2 separate regions of the Lactuca sativa genome follow, and region 1 is linked to region 2. Evidence: chromatin contacts called from public Hi-C data. All regions are on one chromosome and are shown on one strand. The core of a region is the stretch at or near the end of the contact, and the rest is flanking DNA. Distances in the headings are between cores, read along the strand shown.

What was found. Hi-C and Micro-C count contacts between places; a contact is called where the count stands out from the background.
Region 1: a contact with region 2 is called in a Hi-C map of leaf, with 5 times the contacts expected there. The contact joins the promoter of LOC111889385 here to the promoter of LOC111889440 in region 2. A contact is called at or near these places in 3 of 4 Hi-C or Micro-C datasets (leaf and seed).

Annotation. Positions count from the first base shown.
Region 1 is chr5:321,103,779-321,109,005 of Lsat_Salinas_v11, reverse strand. It overlaps LOC111889385 (probable mediator of RNA polymerase II transcription subunit 26b), which reads right to left and starts at 2,111. Exons shown (of 9, transcript XM_023885527.3): 1 at 934-2,111; 2 at 726-794; 3 at 558-640; 4 at 108-160; 5 at 1-14. The coding sequence starts at 1,509.
Region 2 is chr5:320,909,840-320,914,970 of Lsat_Salinas_v11, reverse strand. It overlaps LOC111889440 (proteasome subunit alpha type-3), which reads right to left and starts at 3,105. Exons shown (of 9, transcript XM_023885585.3): 1 at 2,883-3,105; 2 at 2,712-2,795; 3 at 2,401-2,474; 4 at 1,748-1,834; 5 at 1,565-1,649; 6 at 1,331-1,377; 7 at 1,040-1,105; 8 at 871-961; 9 at 555-764. The coding sequence starts at 3,026. The coding sequence ends at 693. LOC122194517 (a long non-coding RNA gene) reads left to right here and starts at 4,533. Exons shown (of 8, transcript XR_008223439.1): 1 at 4,533-5,093.

The sequences.
Region 1 (5,227 bases), core at 862-3,361, 200 kb before region 2:
GGTAGCTTCAGAAACTGCAAGTTCAAAGCATCGTAATTTCTTTAAAAAAATGGAAAAAAATTTAAGACAAATAATATAATATTTTTCACTAAAAATTGACGAATTACCGGTCACTTTAGTCGTAGCCTTCACCCATTCATCTACCATCCGCTTCCACACCCTGAATACACAACAATATCAGCTCAGGGGTCACTGGAAGAATAACCTTTTTGCAGAAGCGACAAAATTAAAATTGATATATCCATGGTTGCGTGCGAGTTTTTAGGAGCTAAAAGTTAGCTAACCACACGAGCATAATTTGCCATAATTGAACTTGCGGAGTTATTTTATTCCAAATTAATGTGATCAAAACAATTATACGATCTCTTTCTATAGTAAAACACAACCTAAATAACGTGTAGCTCCCGCAAGTTCATGATAAGTCTAATTAATTATGAAAGATGCGTAAATTTTTGAAAACCAAGTGTAAGAGCTAGTTTCTTTTTTATTAAGTCTACTAACTTATGCATTGTTAAATGCATAATTGCATATAAAGTCAATAGGAAAAATTTTCGTACTCAATTAGCACTTTTGCAATTTGGCGAACATCCTTTGATGCATGCTTTCGAAGAACATTAACGGATTTTCCAATCTCAGTTGCCTGAAATATAATTTGAACAAACATAAGAGAAGGATAATTCAAGGGTTGAATTGGTGGATAATTCTGTAAAAGATTATATCCAAACCTTGAGTGTTTCTACTGATAAATTCATCAATTGAAGCTTCCTTAACGAATTACATATGTCGAATGTAGACTGAGAAGCACAAGAAATAAGATCAAACATTCTTCAACCAGAATTAAATCAGAAACAATAAGTTAGTCATTAAGTTATTCAAACTAACAAGTAATTGAACTGAATTCCATTTAATTAGTGAAGTAATAAAGAAAAAAACCTCATCTGGGCTGTTGTCAACAATCTCTTTAATCCTCATAACCTCATCAAACATCTGGGATTCTTCTTCAATTTCATCGGTAAGAGCTTCTGCATCTCCATAGCTGTAATTGCTAACATGATGGTTCATTTCATTAACCTCTACATCACGACGATGATGATCATCATCATCATCTTCTTCTTCTTCCTCTTCTTCATCATCATCATCATCGTTTCTAGAACTATTTATCACCTTGCTGCTCTCTTTACTCCAGTTCCCATCAACATCTGTTAATTTACTCTTATACTTAACCCCTTCATCTCCGTCATCATCACCAGCATCATCGTCATCGTCATCGTCATCAGCATTATCATCTACAGGCAAGGCTAATTCCTCTTTATCACAACCAGAGCATTTGATTAATCTACAGGAGAACAAAGTCTGAGCAATCGAATCTCTCCTAATCCTAAACTCGTTTGGATAATCAGAAGCAGCCATCATGATCGCTCCTTCAATGATATCGAATATATTCGCATTAGCGCTACCAAAATACTCCCTCCAGTAATCCATCCGTGCAGCAGATTTTGGGACCGACATAGCAACAAACGTCCCCACCAAACTCAAAACGAAACCCACCCAGATCAGATAACTATACAATATTAAAGATTAAAACCCAGAAACCAAAAATCGACTAACCGATCTCGTTGACGCCCATAAACATAAAACCTTAATTTATCAGCAAATTTGGGAGAATTTGTGCAAATAAATGAAAGAAATCCAACAAAACCTTACAAGATATGTGCACGATGGAAAGATCTCTACAGTTAGATTAACAAAAGAAAACAGAAACTGAATAGAATAACTCCTAATATATCAAATTGGGTGCTAATTTCTGTCGTTCTTGTTGGGAAAAGAGAACTTTATGAGAAACCCAAATAGGGTTTAAAAAATAATCAATGAAAGATGGATTATAGAATCCGAAATCGACGATCAAAATCGAAATAGTTGCGATTAAGAATATTAACATAGATATTCTGGTTCTAGAGGAGGGAATTCTTTGATTCACCGAGCTCAAGTGGAGGGAATATGAAGCAGGTGTACGCAACGCAGTGTGTGAAAAGGAGAATCCCCTCTCAGATTTCACTTTTCACCACTTAAAGACTTCCCCTTTTTGCTTCGTGTCTATCTCAGACTATTCGGCAGAGTCGATAAACTACAAAACCCACGGTTTTTATATTTCTTTTATTTTTATTTGAGCGTCAATAAATAATATTATATTTAGTATTAGATATCTCCTATTTTTTATTTTTATAATTATTCATATCCATTAAAATTATGACAACTCATCATTTAATTTAATATATTCATAATATAAACTTAATAAGTTAGTTAAAAATTTTTAAAATGATGATATTTTTCATAATCTCATTGGGTAGGACATTTGTAGGCATAAAAAATAAGAAGCAATTAAATTACTCTTCGTATTATAATGTAGTTACTTTATTAGGCTGAGCATTTGGACATCTAGACAGGCTCTGAACCAGTCTGAACCGTTTCAGTTCAAGATCCATTAATTTCTACAAAAACGGTTCGGTCCAAAAATCGGTCTAGTTTGGTCTAAATACTCAATAGGTCCGATCCATGGTCCACCAATTTTTTCCAAACCGGTTCGATCTAAGACCCGGTCTAATCCGATTCGATCTAAATGTTCGCCGCTACTTTATACCAAAAAAAATGATTTCGGATACTATTATACTATTTTAACTTATTCACGAAAATGACATATTCATCATTCATATCATCTAATAGCTTCTTTTAGAAAATAACATATAAAAAGTTATATTTTTCTGTAAAAAGTTTCATCAATTTGTGACATTACTTTTTTAATAGTCGACATTCTTAATATTAAAATTATTTTATACATTTTTCATTTAGTTGGCAAAAAATCATGATGTTGTTTTTCAATGTTTTTTTAGATTAATATATTTTGTAAAAATGGTATATTCGATCGAACATTTCTAATGTGAACACCGTTATCTTTAAGTCAAATTGGTTAAGATATTTAACACTAAAGTATTTGGAGGTTATTTAAGCCTTTCATTTGTTGATCTTCTTTTCTGTTTTGTCACATCATCTACTTATTATTATTTTTTCAAACAAAATATTTTTAACTTTGATACTTTATGATTATTGACAATTTTTAGAAAAAAAAAATAATTAATTAATTAAATTACTCATATCATTATTAAATATTTTAGGGTAAATTACACGAATGGTCTCTATAGTTTGGAGTAATCTATATGTTTGGTCTCTAACAACTCTTTTTAACTTGACAATCTTTATTGTTTTGTTTTGTTGCGTCGTTAGTCCCTGCTTATCTTAAAAATACTATTTTGCCCTTCTTGATATATATTTTTTAAATTTTTTATTATTAATAACGCTATTAGCGTCAAAATAACATGAAGAGATCGGTTGAATATCGGCTAAAGTCATAAATTAATTCAACCCGACCCTTACCCGAAGAAGGTAATTAGAGTCGGGTTCAGTAGGGTTAGAATTCCAAATCAAGTTATTCGGGTTAACCCGACAAACTCGATTTGTAGTTGGGGTCGAGTTTAGGGTTGAATTTTACAACAAAAAAAAACAAGAAAAAAAAAATCGGGTTTCGGGTCAGCCCGGATAAGAATTCACAACTTTTATATATTTCACTGCTCTCTACTTAAACAGTATAAAAAGACTAAAACCCTTTGAAAATGTAAGTTTTTATGACTCTAGAAGCATACGATGGTCAAGTAACTCCTGTTTGTGAAGTTGAAGTCCAAAAAGATATAAAACCTTTACATCTCAAAAGTACTGGAGTGACCGAGAAAGTAAAGATTTTATTTTGATAGTTATTTCTATTTTAAACTAACTATAAACATGAATAAACTACATGGTGTTGATCGTTAACTAGAGACTGAAAGTTTATCTATTTAATATTTATAATGAAAGAACTCTTTTAGCTATTGTGGTATGCATGTTTTCTCGTATATTGTAATAACCATGAGGTCTATGATTTTTTATTTTTAATTCAGTTTGTATGCATTCTTGACGTTAAGAAAAGAGTAAAAAAATGGTTTGGGTTTATATCAAATTGCACTCTTGAAAAAACCATATATATTATGTTTAAAATTAAGTGTTTAATGTATTAAGCCGGCTAACCCTACCCTATTAACCCGAAACCCGATTAACCTGAAACCCGATTAACCCGAACTCGACCAACCCATTCCTTAATAGGATTGGGTGTCGGGTTAAATTATTCTTTGTGAAAACCCGACTAACCCGACATGTTTAACCCGAAACCCGATTAACAACCCTCCCCCTGGTGGTACAAAATTGTGTAGTCATAATCCTTGACTACATCAAGCCACCTACATTGTCTCATGTTCAGATTCGGTTGATCCGTGAGATATCTCAAACTCTTATGATCTGTGTAGATGGTACACCAGACCCCATACAAATAATGTCACCAAATCTTGAGAGCAGACACCATCGCTCCCAACTCCAAATCATGTGTCGGATACCGAACCTCATGTGGCTTCAGCTGCCTAGAAGCATACTCAATAACCCTCCCTCATTGCATAAGAATTGCCCCAAGACCAGTGATGGAAGCATCACAATAAACAACAAAGTCCTCAAGACCCTAAGGAAGGGTCAATATCAGGGCCTCACATAACTTCTATCTTAGTGTCTCGAATGCAAGCTGTTGCTCAGACCCCGAACGAAAATCCATGCCCTTCCTTGTCACACCCCCAAACCGGAACGGTGGAAACGTTCGGGGGCGGAGGACGTCATGTGTAGTATCACAATAATTGTATCATAGCAAGCATAGTAAACACAACCAAACATTGAATACATATATGAACAAGGTTTAAATTGTCTTAGTACATAGTTTTGTTCATATCCAAAGTAAAATAGAAAGACGTGATTCTAACGCTCCGACTTCTCCAATCTCCTGAAAGTACTTGTCTACTAATCCCCTGAGAATACAAGCAATTTTGAAAGAATATCAGCATAAAGCTGGTGAGTTCATAAGCATTTAGTTTTGGTGGAAAATGTTTCTTTGATCCTTTTGAAAAGTGTTCCTCAAGAAAATCCTATATTTTCTTAAGAAAAGCGTGTTTGAAAACTCATTCCTTCCATGACTTCCCAATTCATACAAGGTATGTACAATCCAAGGAGTCATGGAATTTATATGAATATCCGTTAGTTACATGTAAAAACAAATACTTTAATGAAAAGTCGAGTTATCCCGGGAAAATCCTATATTTTCCCT
Region 2 (5,131 bases), core at 1,856-4,355:
GATGTACCCAAACCATATTGGCCATTTTATGCCTATACTTGGATTTTGTTATAGTTTGGGTATTCATCTAACAGGAAATGTATATAATTTTTGCTTTCTTCCTAAAAGCTAGCATTTTTTACTTAACAAAGTTAATTAATTCTATAAAGGCCTCTGTTTTTAATCATGTTTTTATTTGATAAGAAACACGTCTATTATTTGATATATGTGATAAGTTTTGATGCAGGCAGATAGGATCAACTTTATTCCGTCTGATAGAATTTAACGATTCCAATGAATTCGATTAAGTCGAACCTTACAACCAAACGTATAACAAAAATGATTTTTTTTTAATTACGATTCGTATAAGGCCACTCAAACGCCTTCCATTTTTTGAAAACATTTTATTGAGTCAACTTGTTCACCTTTTAGTGGTTTTTCCATCGAGAACATAATATTTGAAGTCTATAAATTTTGTTAACGGGTCTCTTGTCATCAAAACAATTTTAATAATTCTTTTGAAAATTTTGTTTTCTGAGGTGGTGGCAAAAGAGAATGTCATGAAAATTTTAAAGTGTTGTGAAATACTACAATCTTTGATGATTAATAGCAACCAAACTTAAAATATGCTGGATCAAGGTGTCTAACAAATTTAAATCCAAGAGTAAGACAACCACAAACACAAAGGGGGAGTAATATATTATTAAGGGATCTTAATCAGCATCCATTTCTTCCAATGCTGCTTTAGCTGCTGCTTTTGCCTCCTCCAAAAGTGCTTCGGGTACCTACACATGACATTCATCATTATAGCAACGTAACACACACACACACACACATATTTGATTTAATAATAAAAATAAAAAATAAAAAGAGTTGGTTTGGTTTGGTTACCTTCTGGTGCTGGCGGTTTGATTCATCACAGACCCAACTCATCTCCAATTCAAAGGTCTTGTCCTTTGCCTCATCATGTACTCCATAGATTCTGCATAAATCCATTAAGTCAAAAAGAAATGAGGGGAAAAAAACAAAACAGGTTTTATAACTAAGAAAAAAGACTCACATTTTTGCTACTTCAATAACCCCTTGACGACAGGTCATCTCAGAAAGCTTCAACTTTTCAATCTCCCTGTAGTTAAACAATTGCACCCAATATTAGCATATAAAAAATTACACACATATTTAACCATGCAATAGAACACAATTATGAACCATAGTTAATAAATTTGCTCCGTTTGCACAACTTGATTAGCAATTTAACTCAAGCCCATGGTAAATTGAGTTTTACCATGTTAAACACATGCAAAGTTTTAAGCAATGAGAACTTAAGATCAATAAACATGAGTTCACTTACGTTTTAGCAGCCTGCCTTCCCTTCCCAATTGCAGCTCCAAAATATCTCTAAAAGAAATAGCATTAGAATTTAGGGTTAATGTTGTTAATGGGTAGCAAACCATTTGTATTTTATTTCACAAAACACCATTGTTTTAAAAAGATTACTATCATTGCGTAGTCACAAAATACCATTATTTTAATATATTGTTTTGGCATCATCATCACTATTTCTAAAAATAGAATGGTAACTTACATAGGAAACACCGGAAGGTTCAACCATATATAACTGTGGGCCATCACGGTCATAACCTCCAAGAATCACCCCAGATCCAAAAGGTCTGTAGCACAAATACTGCTCTTAGTATATAATAATATAAAGATAAAGATGTAGGTGTTTTCAAATTTGGAAGTGATACAATATTTATGTTCTACAAACCTGAGCCACCAATAAAGTGTGCATAGATGCACATAGCTAGCAACACGCTCAGCAAGTTCTTTAACTGGAATTGGTTCGCCATAAGTACTGCAAAATGCACAAAACTTTGATATTGTAAGTCATGATGTTTTTTATCTGAAAAATAAATGTGTATTTGCTTCTAAGAGGCTAGAATTATTACAAGAATAAATTCAAAGTGTAATGTATGACTGCCCTTATGAAGATAGTTTATGACATGTAGCTATTAATATAGAGGCTGGAGATCATTGCTGATTGTTTAGTTTAGTTTTAGGGAAGACAGTGGCCATAATTTGGAACAATAAAACCTTAAATATTCAGATAGGTCAAGCTAACAGAAAATGATTACACGATTTCTTGTAGATGTTCCTTAAAAAAGATTTGTTGTCTGCAATAGATGACTGTCATTGTCAAGAAGAACGGATGCTTCTATTCATACAAACTCCATATATACATGATCTCACTTTAGGCACCAAAGAGCTTAAAAGGCCAATAATGCTCAAGAACATATCTATTCCTATAAACTCATAACATTATGCAATATTTATTAAAAACCTAACTAATGGCATCTTGCTACCTTAAGGATGTGATAAAAAGGAAGGCATAAAAGTAAATAAAATGGAATGTGAGAAAACCTTTCATAGTTTTGGGCTTCAGATTTGGCTCTTGCAACAATCTGTCTCCCGTCTGCAGCTAATCCGGCTACACCCTGTACAGGGTAACACCAACGGAAGCATATATTCAGCAGATAATAAAGCACTCACAAAAGACTAGAGTGATGGATAACTTCTCAATACTTTTACTTGCTTATTATAAGGATTTCAATATCATAAATAAGATGGAATTGACCATGACTGAGCATTCAACGCCTTCAAATTGCATAATCAGTCATATCACAACAAAGTACACCCTTCAGATATAGCAACAAAAACAAATTTCCATTTACCATCCCAGAATGACGATGCACGGAGTGGATTCTACGATTAGATCCAGGCAACATCATCTTCGACGCAATCAGCTTCTCTACTCCCTGTATTTCAAAAATCATCCGCGGTCAATAAGCAGTAACAACCATACCTTCAAATTTCGAAGTTCACAATGAACAAAGAAAAATTACAATAACAATGCCATCTTTGCATTTGATGCCGACGACGGTGCCGCTGTTATCGACAGCTTTAGCAGCGTACTCGATCTGAAAAACCCTACCGTCCGGTGAGAAGGTTGTAACCGATAGATCGTAACCTGTTCCTATGCTACTCATCTTCTTCTAGGGCGAATTTGATACTACTGATTTTGTTTACTGGCTTCTCGTTTGATTGGGGTTTCGGAATAAGTGAAGAAAAAGGGCAAAGTTATAAGCGGGCTGGTTGTCTTTCGTCTCAAGAAAAGAAATGAGCAAGATGCGACAAAGTAGACCCTCAACAAGTGGTTAATTGTAGTTTCGCCCCCTCATATTTCTCAACAAAATTTCCCTAAAATACCATCAATGATAATTAGGAACGGCGACGGGACGGGTTCGGGGTGGCACAATGTTTTTCAAACCTGTCCCGATATCTTTTGGGTATCTTATCGGGGCGTTTCATCGGGTTTCAGGTTTTTTCGTCGACTTTCAGGTATCTTATCTGGTTTACTGTAACGAAATTGTATTCCGTTTTAGGGGACCCCATTGTCTTATAAAAATATATGTTCTAGCATCCCTTTAAATTAAAAATATGATGAATCACTTTAATAAAATAAATAGGATGTTATTTTAAAAATTATTTGATTTAAATTTAGTGTAATACGTCAAAACATAAAAAATGATCATTCATACCAAATTGTTAATAATTAAAAAGATTGTCCACAGTAAGTATTTTATCTTTGAATATGTGCAATTAACATCAAAAGGATTCTAACATATTATATATATATATATATATATATATATATATATATATATATATATAATCGGGGTGGGGCGGATCGGGTGAGGATAACCCACTTCCTGCCCCGAACCCGATATAAAACCCAATAACGACCCGTTCCCCAACCTGAAATGATTGGGTTTCGAGTTTCCCCTTTGGGTTCGGGCTTTTTTGTCATCCCTAGTGATAATGATAACGATGAAAAGGATATTAAGGGATCTAACCACAATTTAAGGCGTATTCGGAAAAAAATAATTAGAAAATTTTGTTTTTAGAAAAAAAAAATAATCATTTGGTTTGAAATAGCCATTTCAAATCAATAGAAAATATTTTTTCTGACAAAAAATACATTTTTGATTAACATTCCGAAATTTCAAACCAACATTGTGGATTCTAGACTGAAATTTCGGATTTCGAGAATAAGTTTGAAATCAAATGAATAAATTTGGAATTTCAAGAAAAAAAATCATATTTTACTTAAATCAGACATTTTATTAAAAATAATGGCATTAAGCACTTCAAGAAAGACATTTCAGACATAAAGTGGGGATATTTTCTTTCAAAAAAATGGAAAAAACAAAAAACATAACTCTTGAATCTGAAGATCAAATCTTGAATGGAGCATTATAGAATAAGTATTTATTTAAACAACTCCAAATAGATATTTTGGATATACGTAGAGAATTTTTCTTTGAACAAGGCATTCAAGATAAATTGTATTTTTCAAAAACTAGAAAAAAAATTGTTATTATATATATATTAAATTTTTCCTACCTTAGCTACAGTGAATGTGATGGTTTTTTGACAAATATCGTCCTTGGTTTATTCCAGATTGACAGGTCGGTCTATTTACTTTCCTTACTCTTATATTTTTGACATTCACTATATTTTCCGTTCCTTGAAACCACCGACCATGCACCGCACCGCCCCTATCATCCAATTTCGTTCCTCCACCGCCTCATGTATTACTCTTTTATTCCATTTTGTGGCAAATGGAGTCGGTTCCTTCATAGAACTCCCAACAGCAGATGTAGCGACGATTACTTCGTCAATTTTGCTTTGGTCTTTCTCTATTCGATCACGTCTTCAATTTCCAACAAACCACCGGTCAAAGGCCAGAAGATCCGTCTAATACACGAAGGGGTTTCTACTGATTTAAGCCCTAGATCGATTGAAGTGTTTTAGTAAGAAAAATACAATTTCTTTTATCTCTGTTCCGATCAACACTCGCCTACGACGTCACCGTTGACTACGTGCTCGAACGCTGTCTTCACCGATACATCGGTGACATGCACACCTTTTATCGACGACGCGTATAACAAAAACAATTTGTTTTGGTGTTTGATTTGGGCTTCCACGTTCTCTGGTCCAACATCTGTTATAAGGTTCTTACAAGTTCTATTCAAAATTTTCTCTTCATCGAGGTTCGTATACGACTATACTATGATTGTTTTGTTTTCTT